2 separate regions of the Zea mays genome follow, and region 2 is linked to region 1. A link is a contact called in public Hi-C data. All regions are on one chromosome and are shown on one strand. The core of a region is the stretch at or near the end of the contact, and the rest is flanking DNA. Distances in the headings are between cores, read along the strand shown. Region 1 holds the start of LOC541726 (myb-related protein 308). Region 2 has its middle 9.0 kb from the start of LOC111589351.

Region 1 (7,175 bases), core at 2,641-5,140:
CTCATACTCTAGTGTCTCTCTTGCATATAAAGCTTTCATTACATATCTACAAACAATATCTATTATGAAGGATTGGAGGTTTGCTAAACAGGATCCAAAGTGGAAGGATGTCATGAAAGAAGAGATACTTGCCCTCGAAAAGAAAAAGACATGCGGATTTTTTCACCTTCTAGAAGGAGCTACAAGTGGGTCTTCACTGTAAAGTAGACACTCCTGAAAGAAAGGTGGACATGTACAAACCAAGATTGGTTGCATAGGGATACAATTAGATATATGGAATTGACTATGATGAAACCTTTCACCCGTAGCCATGGTAAAAATTCTGATCTCATGTGTAATCAACTTTGGCTGGCCACTTCATCAGCTAGATGTGAAGAATGCATTTCTTCACAATGACCTACAAGAAGAGGTTTATATGAAAATTCTACCTGGGATTTAGAATGAATAGACTCTTTAGGAAGATAGACTCAATAAGTGACTCTATGGCCTGAAGAAATCACCACGTGCATGGTTTGATATATTCAGGCGAGTAGTGTGTGATATGTGATATTATCAATGCAATGGAAATCACATGGATTTCTACAAACATCAGGGCTCTTGTATCACTAATATGGATGTTATGTTGATGATATATTGATCACTGGAGATGATGTGGAGGAGACCAAGAAAATGAAGGAAAGGCTAGGTAGAGCCTTTGGGGTAAAGGATCTTAGACCACTTCGATACTTTCTTGGGATTGAGATTGCTAGGTCATCTAAGGGAATTATTCTCTCCCAAAGGAATTGTGTCATCGGTCTGTTAGTAGAGGCTAGAATGCTTGGGTGTCATCCATGTGGCTCACCCATTGATAAGAATCACCAGACTTGTGTTGAGTCAGGTGACCCTGCGGATTAGGAAAGATGTCAAATGATAGTTGGTCGATTGATATACCTTTGTCATACAAGATCGGGCATTGCTTACGCAGTAAGTGTGGTGAGTAGTATATGCATGATCCTAGAGCTGGTCATATTAAGGTAGTTTATCAAATACTGAAATACCTAAAGGAAACCCTAGCAAGAGATTGTGATTTAGAGCAAACCAACACCTGAATTTGGAAGGGTGTTGTGATGTTGATTGGGCAAGTAGTAGGGATGATAGGAGATCCACATCTGGATATTGTGTATTTGTGGATGGTAATCTGGTTTCATGGAGAAGCAAGAAACAAGTTGTGGTGTCTCGGTCTATTGCAAAGGTTGAACATAGAGCAATGGCTTTAGCTTTGTGTGAAATGATGTGGTTGAAGGGTCTTCTTAAGGATCTTCAAGTGTTGAAGAATGAGACTACATATGCTTCTCCATTATGATAATATAGCAGCAATCAACATAGCAAATAATCTAGTTCTGTTTGACCACATGAAACATGTGGAGATTGAAAGGTTCTTTATCAAGGAGAAGATTGATAGTGGGCCTTTAAAGTTGGAGTATGTAAAATCTCTTAATCACAAAAGGCCTAGGTCCTAAGGATAATGAGTTGGCATGTAACAAGATGTGAATGTTGAATATATTTAGTCCATCTTGAGATAGAGTGTTGGTGTAAATAGAACAAATGTAGAGTGCCTTCTTGCATAATAGAAAATATATTATGTGTGTGGGTGCTATAGAAGGCAACACACCATAAAATCTCAACACCACTATAGTTACGCTGCTAGGAATTGTTAGAGACGCGCTAACAAACTCTTGAAAATACTCTAACGCCCCATTTGGATTCTTGGAATTGAATTCAATAATAGTAATTTAGGCAAAGATCAATACAATGCGAAAAATATTTGTATATTATTATTAGCAATATATAGGAGATATTTATGTGCTATATTTTAATATAGATGAGTGAGCCGAATAACGTCTTATAAGTTGTAGAGTAGAACATATTTCATTGATACATAAAATCATTTCTCATGCTACACATCATCAATTTGAGATAAACTTTATATTTGAGATTTGGAAGTGGTGGAATATTAAATTTCAAGTCAAATAGATTACTTTATTAAGTAAATTTTAATTCCTCCAAAATAAATAGATCCAAACGGCCTATAAGAGAACTCAAGGCAACGTAACCATGCACCCAACAAATACTTGATGAGTTTGGGTGTAAAATGGAAGTGCGAGAGCTAAGTTACACTTTCAACACACCGTGATCTTTCTTCCCCTCTTATACCTCTTTTTTTCAAAAAAGAGAAAAAAACTCTCTCACCCCCATGAAAAAGTTCTTAAAGGTGAGCTAAACAAGTCACGAAGACGGGCTACTCGATCGAAGTGGTCTCTATGGTTGGTGTTGCATCCTTGTCCAAACGCACATGTAAACAATCAGAGTGGTCTCTCGCTCTCACCCTCCACACATACTAGCTAGGCCGCAGCAGCAAACAGTCGAACTCGAAAAGAACATCTAAGTGTGTGCACCAGGGCTATTATAATAAAGTTGTAGGCCAGACAGCTGCTAGTAGAAAGCGAGCCCTTGATCCTGCAGGAAAGAGAAGCTGCTATCCCAGGCGCCGCCGTCGACGTCATCCACCACGTCGTCGAGGTTCCACAGGCTGCCCCACCCCCACGTGGCGGCGCCGTCGAGCTGGTGGTCCCCGCTGGAGCCGTCCTCGCTCGCCGACGCGCTGACGACGGAGGCGCAGCTGCCGCCGCCGGGGAGGAGGCAGGAGGAGGAAGTGCAGGAGGCCATCGGGCAGAACTGGAACAGCAGGTCGTCCATGTCCTGCTGCAGCATCATCCGCAGGTCCTCATGCTGCTGCTGCTGCTGCTCCTCCTCCTCCTCCAGTGGAACACCCGGCGTTGCCTCACTGGCGCCGTCGTCGTCATGATCGGGCTGTTCCTCCTCCTGCCGATGCTGATCTTGCCCCTGCAGCAGCAGCAGCTGGCTCTGCATCTCGCGTCGCTGCTTGAGGAACCGCGCCCTGGCGCGCTCGACGTTCTTGGACGGCTTGGCCTTCTTGAAGTGCGTCCGCCAGTAGTTCTTGATCTCGTTGTCCGTCCGCCCCGGCAGGCTGCGCGCGATCGTCGACCATCTGTGGTCATCAGAGCGCGTGCAGAACGTGGTCAGCAGCTAGCTAGCTAGCCTTGCATCGATGTCGGCGAGAAGGGACGCATGATCGATTGTGTTATTACCTGTTCCCCCACAGGGCGTGGAGCTGGAGTATGACGCTCTCCTCCTGCGGCGTGATCTTGCCTCGCTTCAGGTCGGGCCTCAGGTAGTTCACCCACCGGAGCCGGCAGCTCTTGCCGCTTCGCTTCAGACCTGCATCATGCATACATGCATGGCCGACCGACCAGGTTAATTAAGGCTTGAGATCTTGACGTACGATAGAAAACCATGAAGCTCTAGCAGCAGGTTGGCAGTCTGTGGAGGAGTATTCACATGTAATTAATAATCGCAGTTTCCAAGACGGACTGCATGCATCAGCAGCTTGTTAATTACGTTGAATAAGTAAACGCAACTCGCAGCTAGCTTCAGGTATAGAAGAACTAGATAGACAATTAAGTGACCGGCAGAACAAACGAGAATCAGAAACAGTGTTGATTAGTATACCAGTTAACTTGGCGACAGAATTCCACCTCCCTTCTCCATGCTGCCTGACGTACTCGACCAGCAGCTTGTCCTCCTGCGCCGTCCATGGCCCTTTCCTCCAGCCTCCCTCCTCTCTTCCCCAACCAAACTGCCCGTCCATTCCTGATCTCTCCTCTCCTCTCAGTCGTCCACCTTCGATCGTTAGCCCTAATTTCAGCTTGAACGATCCTAGTGACGAGCGAGCTGATGATCAATCTTCAATCCTCCCGAGTCGTCGTCGTCGATCTCCCAGGCCCAGCGAGGTAGTGACTAGTGAGTGAGTGAGTAAGCTTCCGTGGTGATGCGGCAACGGAGTGTGCTATATCGCCACATATATATCCGCGCCAGAGGCCATGCCACACGTCGCTGTCAGGGGCATCCCACTGCCACTACCTTGGGAGGGCGCCGAGGTATGCCCGTATGCCTGAAATGCCCCCCACCCGGCCGGCGACTAGGGATGAAAACGGTCGGAAACGGTATTTATTCGGTAATCAGTTTTTTAGTCATTTTTCTTTGATTGTGATATAGAATATACAATACAAATTTGTATTCTTGTTTTTAACATCCAGCTTGTTAAGATTCATAAAAGATAAACCTCAAATTCATCCTATATTTTCTCAAATAATAGATATAAACTTCGGTATGGATTCGGAAATAAATTCGGTAAAATTTTTAACTTTTTGTGTTGTAGGGAGCAAATAATACATAAAACAATTTATGTAATATTTTATTCATATTTGTACTAATGTGCTTGATAACATAAGAAAAGATCAAAATCAAATTTTATACATATCTATTTTAAAATATTAAATTTGTTCTAACAGTTCAGATTACCACTTTCATCTCTACCGGCGACCGGTGTCGCGCGCGGGTAATTCTGCCAAGCTTGTACTGTAATCCTACTACTACGCTTTTGTGTTTCTCCGTGAATATGATGACGGATTACCGACTTACCGTAGCATTTTCCTGCCGAAAGCGCGGCCTCGCCGCCTACAGCTACTGCTAGTGTGCTAGCTTATTATTAACACCTGCCTGCGCTGGGTGTGTGTGTGTGTGTTTTTCGGTGCTGCGTCTGCGTGGAGTAGCCACGACAGGGACAAGGACAAGCCATGTTTCCTAGCTAGCTTAGCTAGGCCAGCGGCCAACGCCATCTATCTTGATCTGGTGCGGCAGCAACCGGCAAATCCTAGATAAATCACATCCGTTTTTTTTTGTTTTTTGTTTTTTTGCTCGCGCGCGATTGATGGAGTCATTGTGGATCGTACCGAGTGATCATCTCTGCTAGTCGGTCTGGTTCTGGTGGTGGTACTGGTGTGTCGCTTCTAGCAGCTACTGCTGATCTAGCTAGGAACTGAACAGGATAACAGAAACGTATAGTAGTCCTTCATGCGACGCGAACAGTAGTACGGGTCAATTCTTGTGAGGCAAATCTCGCGTCATCAACCTTTACAAAAGGAAGCAGCACAGCGCGCTCCGTACAGGAGAAGCCCTAGTCTAGTCGGGCGATCGAGCATAATGTAAGGTCACCCTCACCGCGTGTAACAGTCACTAATAGACACAATAATAACTACTACATGGTGGATGGAGCAGCTGCAGACCAATGATACGGCCGAGCAAGCAAGCACTCGCTCGCTCGCTCTCGCTGTGCTTCGTCCCATTCCCATCCCCAGCCCAGGTGCTCATCGCGCGCGCTAGCTGGACCTGGACGTACGTACTCTCTGGACCGGCCAGCACGTACAGTTGACCATGCGTGCATGCTATCACGTTTCGATATGCACAGCACACACAGTGTCGCTCTCGCAGTGTTTGGCGGTTGACTTGTTGGGTTCGCTCTTGCGTTATGGCCTACCATGCATGCATACCAGCTCGTGCTGCTGGTCAACGTTCGTTCCATTGCTCGTGCATATCAGCACGCGCGCGCGCGCCGGCTAGCTCTCTCCAGTCTAATACGTAGCCATCGCCAGCCATGCATGTATGTTCTTATCACGTAATTCCACTGCTAAATGGAAATGGTATGCAAGAGTTGAAAGTTGAAGGAAAAAATAATCCTAAATCTGGCCGCGATCGAGCGCCTAACTAGCTCGTTAAACACCTGGCCGGCCGCCGCGGCGCGCAATCCAATCCCGGTGGCTTTCAGGCCAGAGCGATGTAGTTATCCGGGTCTCCGGGAGAGAGCCCGGGACGCGCTTTGCGGGAAGAAAAGAAAAGAAAAGCGCGCCTCCCCTCGCTGATCCGCTAGCGCCGCCCGTCGCCATCGGCAAAAAAGCCCACGGGGGGTGCTCCGGGCGGTGCACGAGCACGACCACCCTTTTGACCGCGCCACGTCGTGCCCCGGCGCCCGCTCGGCGGTCGCCACGTCCGTTCCTCCACGCGCCCGGCAGCGGCCGCGGTGGTGCCCCCTGTGCGGCGACTCGGGCGGGCGGGTCGTCAACACGGGAGGCCGATCGGCCTAACCCCACCCCGCGCGCGCGCCGCAATAGCGCAAGACGAGCTCTGACCCGCGGTCAGACCAGACGGTGGTGGTGAGTCCGCGCTCCGCCACGCCGCTGCGCGGGCACGCACGAGCACGACGCGCTAGCCCGCTGGACCGAGACCGAGACCGAGCAGCAGTTCGGTTCGGGCCCACAGCCAAACGGGAGCGAGAGGGGAAGAAAGCGAGAGCGCGCGTGCCGTTCGTGCGGTGTGGCCGGCCGTGAGTGGCGGCTGCTGTCACCATGTGCGCTTTACTCTATGATCGTTCGTTCGTCGGACTGAGGAGGATTAGCACGGGAGGGAGGCGGACGACGGACGAATGGGAGCGGTTGCGGTTCCCTCGAGGCGCACACGGCTGGGAGCACAGCCGTACCCGTACGTGTGTGTGTGAGGTTCCTGGGGGACATGATGCCAGAGGAGAAACTAGCTCACTCGATCGTGTCCGGGTCATGTGAGTGAGAGCGATCTCAGCGTTTGCTAGTTGCGCATGATGGGCTACTGACGTCTGAAAACACCCGACCTAGCTAAGCACCATGGAGCAACGTGTTGCACGTTGCAAGTGCCGATCCACAGTACTGCTTCCTGTTGTATCTTTTTTTTTCTACGGTTAATTAGATGCTCCAAGCCCTTCAACCCGTGCTTCCTAATAATGTTCCTAGGATTGACCAAACTTCCGAAATAATATCCAGTAGTCGCTCATGGTAACAGCAGCCAGTATAAAATGGTGATAACAGACGGACGACACTAATTCTACCTCATCAAATCAAGCGGAAAAAGATCACACGGTGGCGATGGACGGCCAGGACGGGGCAGTTTTTTTTTCTTTTTCAAATCGAACATTCGGCAGCTACTCTCATACTGTATTTCATATTTCCACCAAACCGTTTCACGAAAATACAAATAGGTGCTCCCCCAGCCGGTCAACCCAAATACGAGTACATCCTAACGTTAGAGAGGTACTTTTAGTAGCAGTTTATAATCCAGAGGCAAAATTAGAATCAGTTTGGTGATATCATAAAGTACACGCGTGATTAGCTACTAGTGAAGATGGACACTACAAGAAACTGATAAATGTTCGTGGGTTTTGTTAAGAACGTGGGTACCGACGTTCTTAC
Region 2 (7,175 bases), core at 2,778-5,277, 130 kb after region 1:
CCCAGAATGCATATACGTTGGTACATCACAATCCGTGGAGGAACTGAATCGAGAACCATTTGTGACAATGAGCGTGGTGGGACGGTCCGGCCACCCGTAGGCGTAGAGAGTCACGAGTAGATCGAATCAGGCCGTTAAAATTTCTATTTTCTCACGTGTTTATCCTTCTAATCTCGCAGGAAGTTGTTAGAGAACGTATAGGAACGGATCTAGACCCCTATATATTTGAAGAGGTACGGTTGAAGGACCAACAATAGATGAATCAATCAAATTACCTTCTGTTATTTACATTTTGCCCTAGGAGTAGACAATAATTTAGATTTCTCTCTCTAAACTTCACATCTCCATCATTTAGAGGCATCTTGAGTGATCCGCCGATCCTAAGGCACGCCCTAGAAACCCTCCTCCCCGACAGGGTCCCTCCTATGAGCGAGATTCAGGCGTGTCAGCAAACTCCGCCGCTCATGCTCATGCGCATGCGCGGACCGTTCGAACACCAAACGTGAACCATTCGACTCGTCAGACAGGACCCGTAGCCTCTACGTCAGGTCATAGACCGTCCAGCCCCTGATCGTGGACCATCCGCACCTCCACAGAAGGCACCGACGATAATTCTCATTGTAGTGATTGGCGCCCGGATCTGCAACAACAGACTGCTTTACATCGTTGTACATCCACCGTGTGCTAGATGCTAGATAGTAGTTGTACCAATTAAAAACTCGGTCCACTAATGGCGTACGTGCATGCATGGAAGAAACCACAGTGTCGTCCCGGCCGGTCGTCTGATGGCATCGAAATTGTTCTCCCGTTGCCGGGCGCGAAGATAGGCGGTCACATCTGGACTGGATGGACGTGCAGGAAGGGGAAGAAAGAAGGCAACAACTCAAGAAGCAAGCAGTGTAGCAACTCTCCGTACATATTAGTATATTGCAGCCGTTCGGTAGCTCTGAACATAAACAATCAAATCGGGTAAAGGGGTGTTGGTACCAACTCGATCCTAAAACTATTGGTGTGAGATCGTACGTGCACATCAAAATCACACGAGGTATCAAAGTACGCGTAGACGTAGGTAAGCGTTGCAATCGATCGATCAGGAATCTGCGCGGTTCAGATGCCGGAGTACCAACCACGTTGACCCGTCGTGATCTATCGTGGGGGGATCAAGGTGGTTAAGGTGAGGCGGAGAACAATATATAGTAGTAGAGATTTGTGGAGGGAAATAAATACTGGCTTGCTCAATAATAATATACGTACACACGTTAGTTAATCTGCATTGATCTTCCAAATATTCCGGGAACCATCCCCGAGACCGAGAGCGATACGGATCCGCTGCCCATATTCCTGTGAGCCGCGAACGATGCAGGCACGAGGAGTCCCCGGCACCAGAATGGCCATTTGCTGCTCATTGTTCTCTAACCTTTTGGCCATCACCGGTGCCACACAATGGCTGTGCGTGTCTGATGGACGCAGAGTGCTTTTGGGGGCATCTGGGCCATATATCGCTGGAGGCTGGAGGAGAGGGACCGATGGAGACGTAGACGCGACGGCACAAAGGGCACCTGACCTGGCACTAGCAGTGCTAGTGGTGAGAATATGGGCCTGTTTTTTTTACACCACTAGAATGGTACGAAATACAGAAGTCTAAAGTAAGGACCGACGCGGAATAATATGGGTCGGACTACCATTATCTGAAGACGGGTCTAGGCCGGGTCTCAAATTTTGGCCTGTCAGGCTCCCGGCACGGACTAGATGGGCCGGGCTTGTACCAGCACAGCCTAATGAAGCCTAAGTTGTTTAGTTTTTTTAATTTAGTAAGCTACCGACTTTATATTGTTGTGATATTTAGAATTTATGTGGTCAAATGATGCTAGGATTGTTTAATATATTTAATTTAGTAAGCTATAAACTTTATGTGGTTGTAGTATTTTGATTTTATGTGGCCAAATATATAGACCAGACTTAGACCAGCAAGTCCCAACAAAGACACGGCGTGGTTTAGAACCAGACTAGTTCACTGTTTTTTATACTTCGAGCTAAGACAACACATGGTCCATTTTTTTAGGATTTCCTGGTGTGAACTTATTTGACACGAAGCACGAATCCCACACTAGCCAGTGCAGTGCGAGGGCATGCATGCGTTCAGTTTGCGGGCTCATTTCTTTGTATGTCATAAAACCTTCTCTCTTTTCTTTTCTTTTTAATTTTTTTGGCTGTCGCATAAAAGAAACACTTGTATAGTAGCCTCTTAAACACAGATAAAACTCAAACAAAAATCTCGTCAAGACTGGCTTCGGGCATGGATTAGTGGGCAGGGGCAGCTATATGTGGTGAGCTAGCCAAGTAGAGCTCGAGTCGACTGTCGGCTGCTGCTTTGTGGTGGCTGCCCAAAAAAGTGGCAAGACCTTTATGTCATGCAGTGGGAGTGGGATCCTTTGGGCCTTTGGGGTAAGTTTACAAAAGTCCGTTAAAAGTTGCATCGATCAGGTAGCTTTATTTGGCAGGGGGCTCTTGTTGGATTGGATGGGGGTCTAACCTTTGGTAATTATTATCGTTGGTCGTCGAATGGGTCGACGTCAAAGTAAGAGCCACAATTATGCGCATGGATGATTAGTATATTAGGTTTGACCCAAGCACAAGGATACCACCGTATACTCCCTCCGGTTTCCTATTAGTTGTCGTTTAGGACAACGACACGGTCTCCAAAATATAACTTTGATCAATGTTTTTTTGTTAAAATACAAATGAACTCTTAATACATTTATATTTTTATAAAAGTACTTTTTATGACAAATTGACGCATATAAATATTAGGTTCCAAAACTAAATAACAAAATAGTTATTTGTAGTCAAAATTTTATAAGTTTGACTCAAACCTTATCCAAAACGACAACTAATAGGAAACCGGAGGGAGTACGTAGTAGTAGACTAGTAGTAGGAACGTTTTCTTATATTTTTGTGTTCATTTCATCTCATTAGCAAGTTGTCTAATTAATGCCACACGTTTCCCACGTGCACCTTCACTTCATTTTGTATCATCCCCAGCGGCCGGCCCGACCGAATCCATTGTATTTCTGTGGTCGAACAGTGGATCCGCGTTGCGCCACTTCTTTGTTCCATTGTCAGTGTTTGGTTTGAAATCAAAGTAGGATCAGGCGGAGATGATACCGTTCTCTCAATTTTTTGATCACGGCACTACCAAAAAATCACTCCGGTATTTACTTCGTCCCCACGTAATTCTCGTCCAAACACTATAGAAACTGTGACCACTTTCTTCCATTCCTCCTTATACATTCGACTAAATACAACCTAACTGTTGGGACGTACGTGTCCAACTCCAAACAAGAGAAAATTCGATGATTCGACCTCCAATATTCCTCATCCAGTCTATATATATACCACCTCCGTTCTTAAATATATGATACCTAAAATAAAACAAATCATAATAAAATAAATGATAATTGACAAAATAATAGTAAAATGAATGGACAATTTTTTTACGATATCATATATTTAATAACGACGATAGTATGTTGGTAGGTAGGAGCACGTACGTACGCATTGAGCGTTCCAGCAGCACGCAACGACGATCGACCACGCATCATGCTACCAAGAACGCCATGCATGGTCGCACAACCTATAGATCGATGGCGGTGAAGCAAGATCATGTGGCACGCACGAACAAGGAAAGGAAATAATTATAGCCCACGAAAAGCTACTCGCGCAGCTTCTGTACGCCACTGTATGGGACAGCAGGAGTACCCCGCCGGGTACGAGTACGAGGCCGCGACGCACGAAGACGCTGCTGCTTACTCGAGCGAAGCAAGCGATCGAGTGCCCTTGCCTCCGCAGACGGAGACGGTGCCCCGCGCCAGCTGCCGAATCGAAGCATGCGGGCTGACGCTGCTCGTCGGCACGGGAAAGGCAAGGGCGAGCAGGCGATGATGGATGGATGGGTATGTGTGGCAGGCAGGTTGGGTTGGGTTGGGTTGGGTGGGACGGTGCGGCGAGGGCGAAGGCGAAGGCGAAGGCGAAGGCGAGCAGTGTCCGTCGGCCATCTGCGACGCCCACCACGGAAAGCCAAAAAGGCCCCAGGCCCGCCTGCCGTCGTCGCTGACTTTTTTTTCCCCGCTGAAAAAAGCCTGATGGTGGAATGGAATCCCATCAAAAACGGCGTCCGCCGAGACAGATTAAGTAACCCTAGTTAGGGTTATGTGGGCAAATACCTGCTTTGCCCCTGAGGGGTCTCACATCTCTATATAAGAAACATGTACACCCCTTCATATGATAGAGATCAGAAAGAGGCCAGAGGCCCAACCCTATATCCAGTATCTCGTGTGTTTCCTCTGTCGTGCTTATGGGAAGGGAGACGGGTCTTCTACAGCTTCTCGCGCCTCTACTGCTGACGGGAGGGAAGGGAGCAGATCTGGTGATCCGTGGTAACGTAGTTCTCAACACGTTATCAGCACGCTCTACCTCGACGTTGCTGCGTGGATCAGATCTGCATCAACTCTTCGTTAAGCCGGCAGGTCCCTGGCCTAGCCGAACTGTCCTACACGACAGGCTTCAATTCCTCTACTCAACCGAGCACGGTATGTTTGTTCTTGATCTGTTCTTCGGAAGAGACATTCGCATGTCATCGCGGAGTAGCGTCGGAAGCCACGCTCGCGCCATATTCGTGTCATCGTCCTGTTCTCGTTTGCCCCGACGGCGTGACAAATGCGGCGGGGTCATTCCTCCACACATGGGCGGACGCTTACCCTCCCGACCACCGTCTTCGTGTCGCCCGACAGGTATCTGGTGCGGAGTGCTATGTACATCGGCTCGTGCACGCCTTGAGAGATTTGTGCTGCAGCCGATTAGGCAGCAACTAGACTGTCGTGCCTGACACACATATCTAGTGAGCACCACGGTAGCACCAGAGCAATCTAGCGGCTCCAATCATAGCAGCACCATGCCCTGCAGGCTGCTGCAGCAGAGACCGGGTGGTGATTGGTGTGGTGAGCGATCAAAGGACCGGGCTGGAAGATCCGGTTGCTCGGCGGCGTTGCTCGGCGCATCCGGTCGCTGGGTCCACCGGCTCCACGCGCATTCTTTCGATCTACGAGACATGCACGCAACCGCAACCACTGGACTTTCTCCTTGCCGTTGCTGACCAGCGCACCTCACGCACGTATGCATGATGCCATGCATCCCGCGTTAACGGAAATGGAGGGGTGGACTTTCTCCTTGCCGTTGCTGACCAGCGCACCTCACGCACGTATGCATGATGCCATGCATCCCGCGTCAACGGAAATGGAGGGGCGCTGCATGAGTAAAACAAGGAAACGGTGCATGCGGCTAAGAAAAGATTCATACGATTAGTATTTCATGTAAGTAACCGTCTGAGAAACAAAATAATTAACCATGTTTTCTTTCTTAATCAGTTACTTTTCTATCGCAAATAATTAGTAGAAAAATACATGCTTTAATATGGTAAAATGATAGTTACACCTGATGTGTTATGTTTGTGTATTAATTATGGTGTTCATTTTTTTTCTACATTAATAATTATTTCCCGTAGTAAATAATTAGCAGAAAATTATTAAAATGTGTGTGCAGACTATATTACGCTGACTAAAATCGCTCTAAATATTTATGATGTGTTGAGCTTTTGGACTCACGTCGAGCGATTAAATTGTATAATGGGTACTCAGACACGCCGATCAGGCTGCGTTGGTAATCGGCTGAGTCATGGCATTAGCTGAATATTGACTGCGCCATGGCAATACGACGCAATATTTGTGTCGTTCGAACTTGGCTGCGTCATGTGATTACTATGTCGCGCTCTCCATTAATCGGATCGCTCCCGTTGAGTCAGACCGCCATCGCTGAGTCGCGTATTTTTTGCATGCCCTGTAGGCATTGTCTGTCTGCCGCGAGCCACGGTTGTGCCTGTTGCGCACGTTACGTGGATTTATCGTGTACCCCAATTACCGAGCCATAATTGTGCCTGTTGCGTTTATTACGAAGGCTTGCTATATTGTCGTAGCCCTGATGGCCGCACACGTGTTGACGCTAGATACGCTAGAGCTTGTACTCGCATGAATTGTGGTGGGTTATTCAAGCCCCTAAAGTCACATTATGCGCAACCTTCTCGTAAACAATTTTATTTAGCTCTATATTTTATTTGATTGTGTTGTGTGGCATTATATATTTATATATCACCAAGTGGCCATAACAACTATATCAAGCTCTATAGTGCTTGAATAATCTGGGAAACTAAATTGAAATACAACAGAACTTAGATAAGTTAATTCTCTGCTCTCTCCTCATGCATAAAGTTTTACCCGAAGTAACCCGAAAATATATAATATAATGCATGAAAACCTTTTTGGCATAGAAGATATCACAAATTGGGATTATATTAGTAAGAAAAAAGACCTTACCAAATGATTTAAGATCAGAAATCTCAGTCATACATTGTTCAACCAGATGTTAGCACATTGCTCTCTTTGTCGCTGAATGACATGAAGCAAACTATGAGATAAAAGGATATGTAACCGCTAGCAACACGATGTTGCGAGTATACCGAGAGGTTATTCTAAAAAAAATTCACTATGTTGGTGTGAAAACCATAGTGTGTTCCCGTCGAACCACTTTACTCGTTCTATCTAGAACCTCTATGCTTGTGTCGCATACATCTCTCGGAATTGTAAATACTTATAGTCACTAAATTGACTCAGGATGGTCCTTTGACAAGTTTGGTATACACTGTAAACTAAATGGTAAAGGTCGGTCCTGAATGGACACATACCTGGGGTTTATGTAGCCGAACTACACTGAATTCCACCCTTTGGCATGCTTACCATTATCTACCTCCGATCTACCAGAAGTGAGAAGAGTAGACAAATAACTATGAAATCCTACATCACCACAAAGCTTGTAGCTAAATTAGACATTAACATATTCTTGGTCCTCGGAGCCAGAAGAGCCATATGTCTTGACCACTAGACTACTAGTGATGATAATTTGTGATAGAAATATGAAGATATTGTAGAGACCTGTTGTATCCTCTCTACTCCTGATGATTTCTTCGTATGAGAGCAGTAATATCTATTGTTGAAGATGGTCCTAGGCGAATACCAGTACTGTTTCGTTCTTGCCAAGCAGTTATCATCATTTGCTTCATCAAAAGC

The links. Hi-C and Micro-C count contacts between places; a contact is called where the count stands out from the background.
Region 2: a contact with region 1 is called in a Hi-C map of leaf, with 2.4 times the contacts expected there. The contact joins the enhancer-like site here to the promoter of LOC541726 in region 1. A contact is called at or near these places in 4 of 25 Hi-C or Micro-C datasets (bundle sheath, leaf and tassel).

What each region holds. Positions count from the first base shown.
Region 1 is chr5:189,179,753-189,186,927 of Zm-B73-REFERENCE-NAM-5.0, forward strand. LOC541726 (myb-related protein 308) reads right to left here and starts at 3,891. Exons shown (of 3, transcript XM_008647714.3): 1 at 3,571-3,891; 2 at 3,150-3,279; 3 at 2,096-3,049. The coding sequence starts at 3,709. The coding sequence ends at 2,473.
Region 2 is chr5:189,312,559-189,319,733 of Zm-B73-REFERENCE-NAM-5.0, forward strand. No RefSeq gene overlaps it. Among protein-coding and RNA genes, the nearest start is that of LOC111589351, 9.0 kb to the right of the region's middle. Within about 2 kb of position 4,028, at least 15 of the 20 cell types and tissues checked have an H3K27ac peak or open chromatin away from gene starts, as enhancers often do. A contact at or near this core is called in bundle sheath, leaf and tassel, where this site is marked.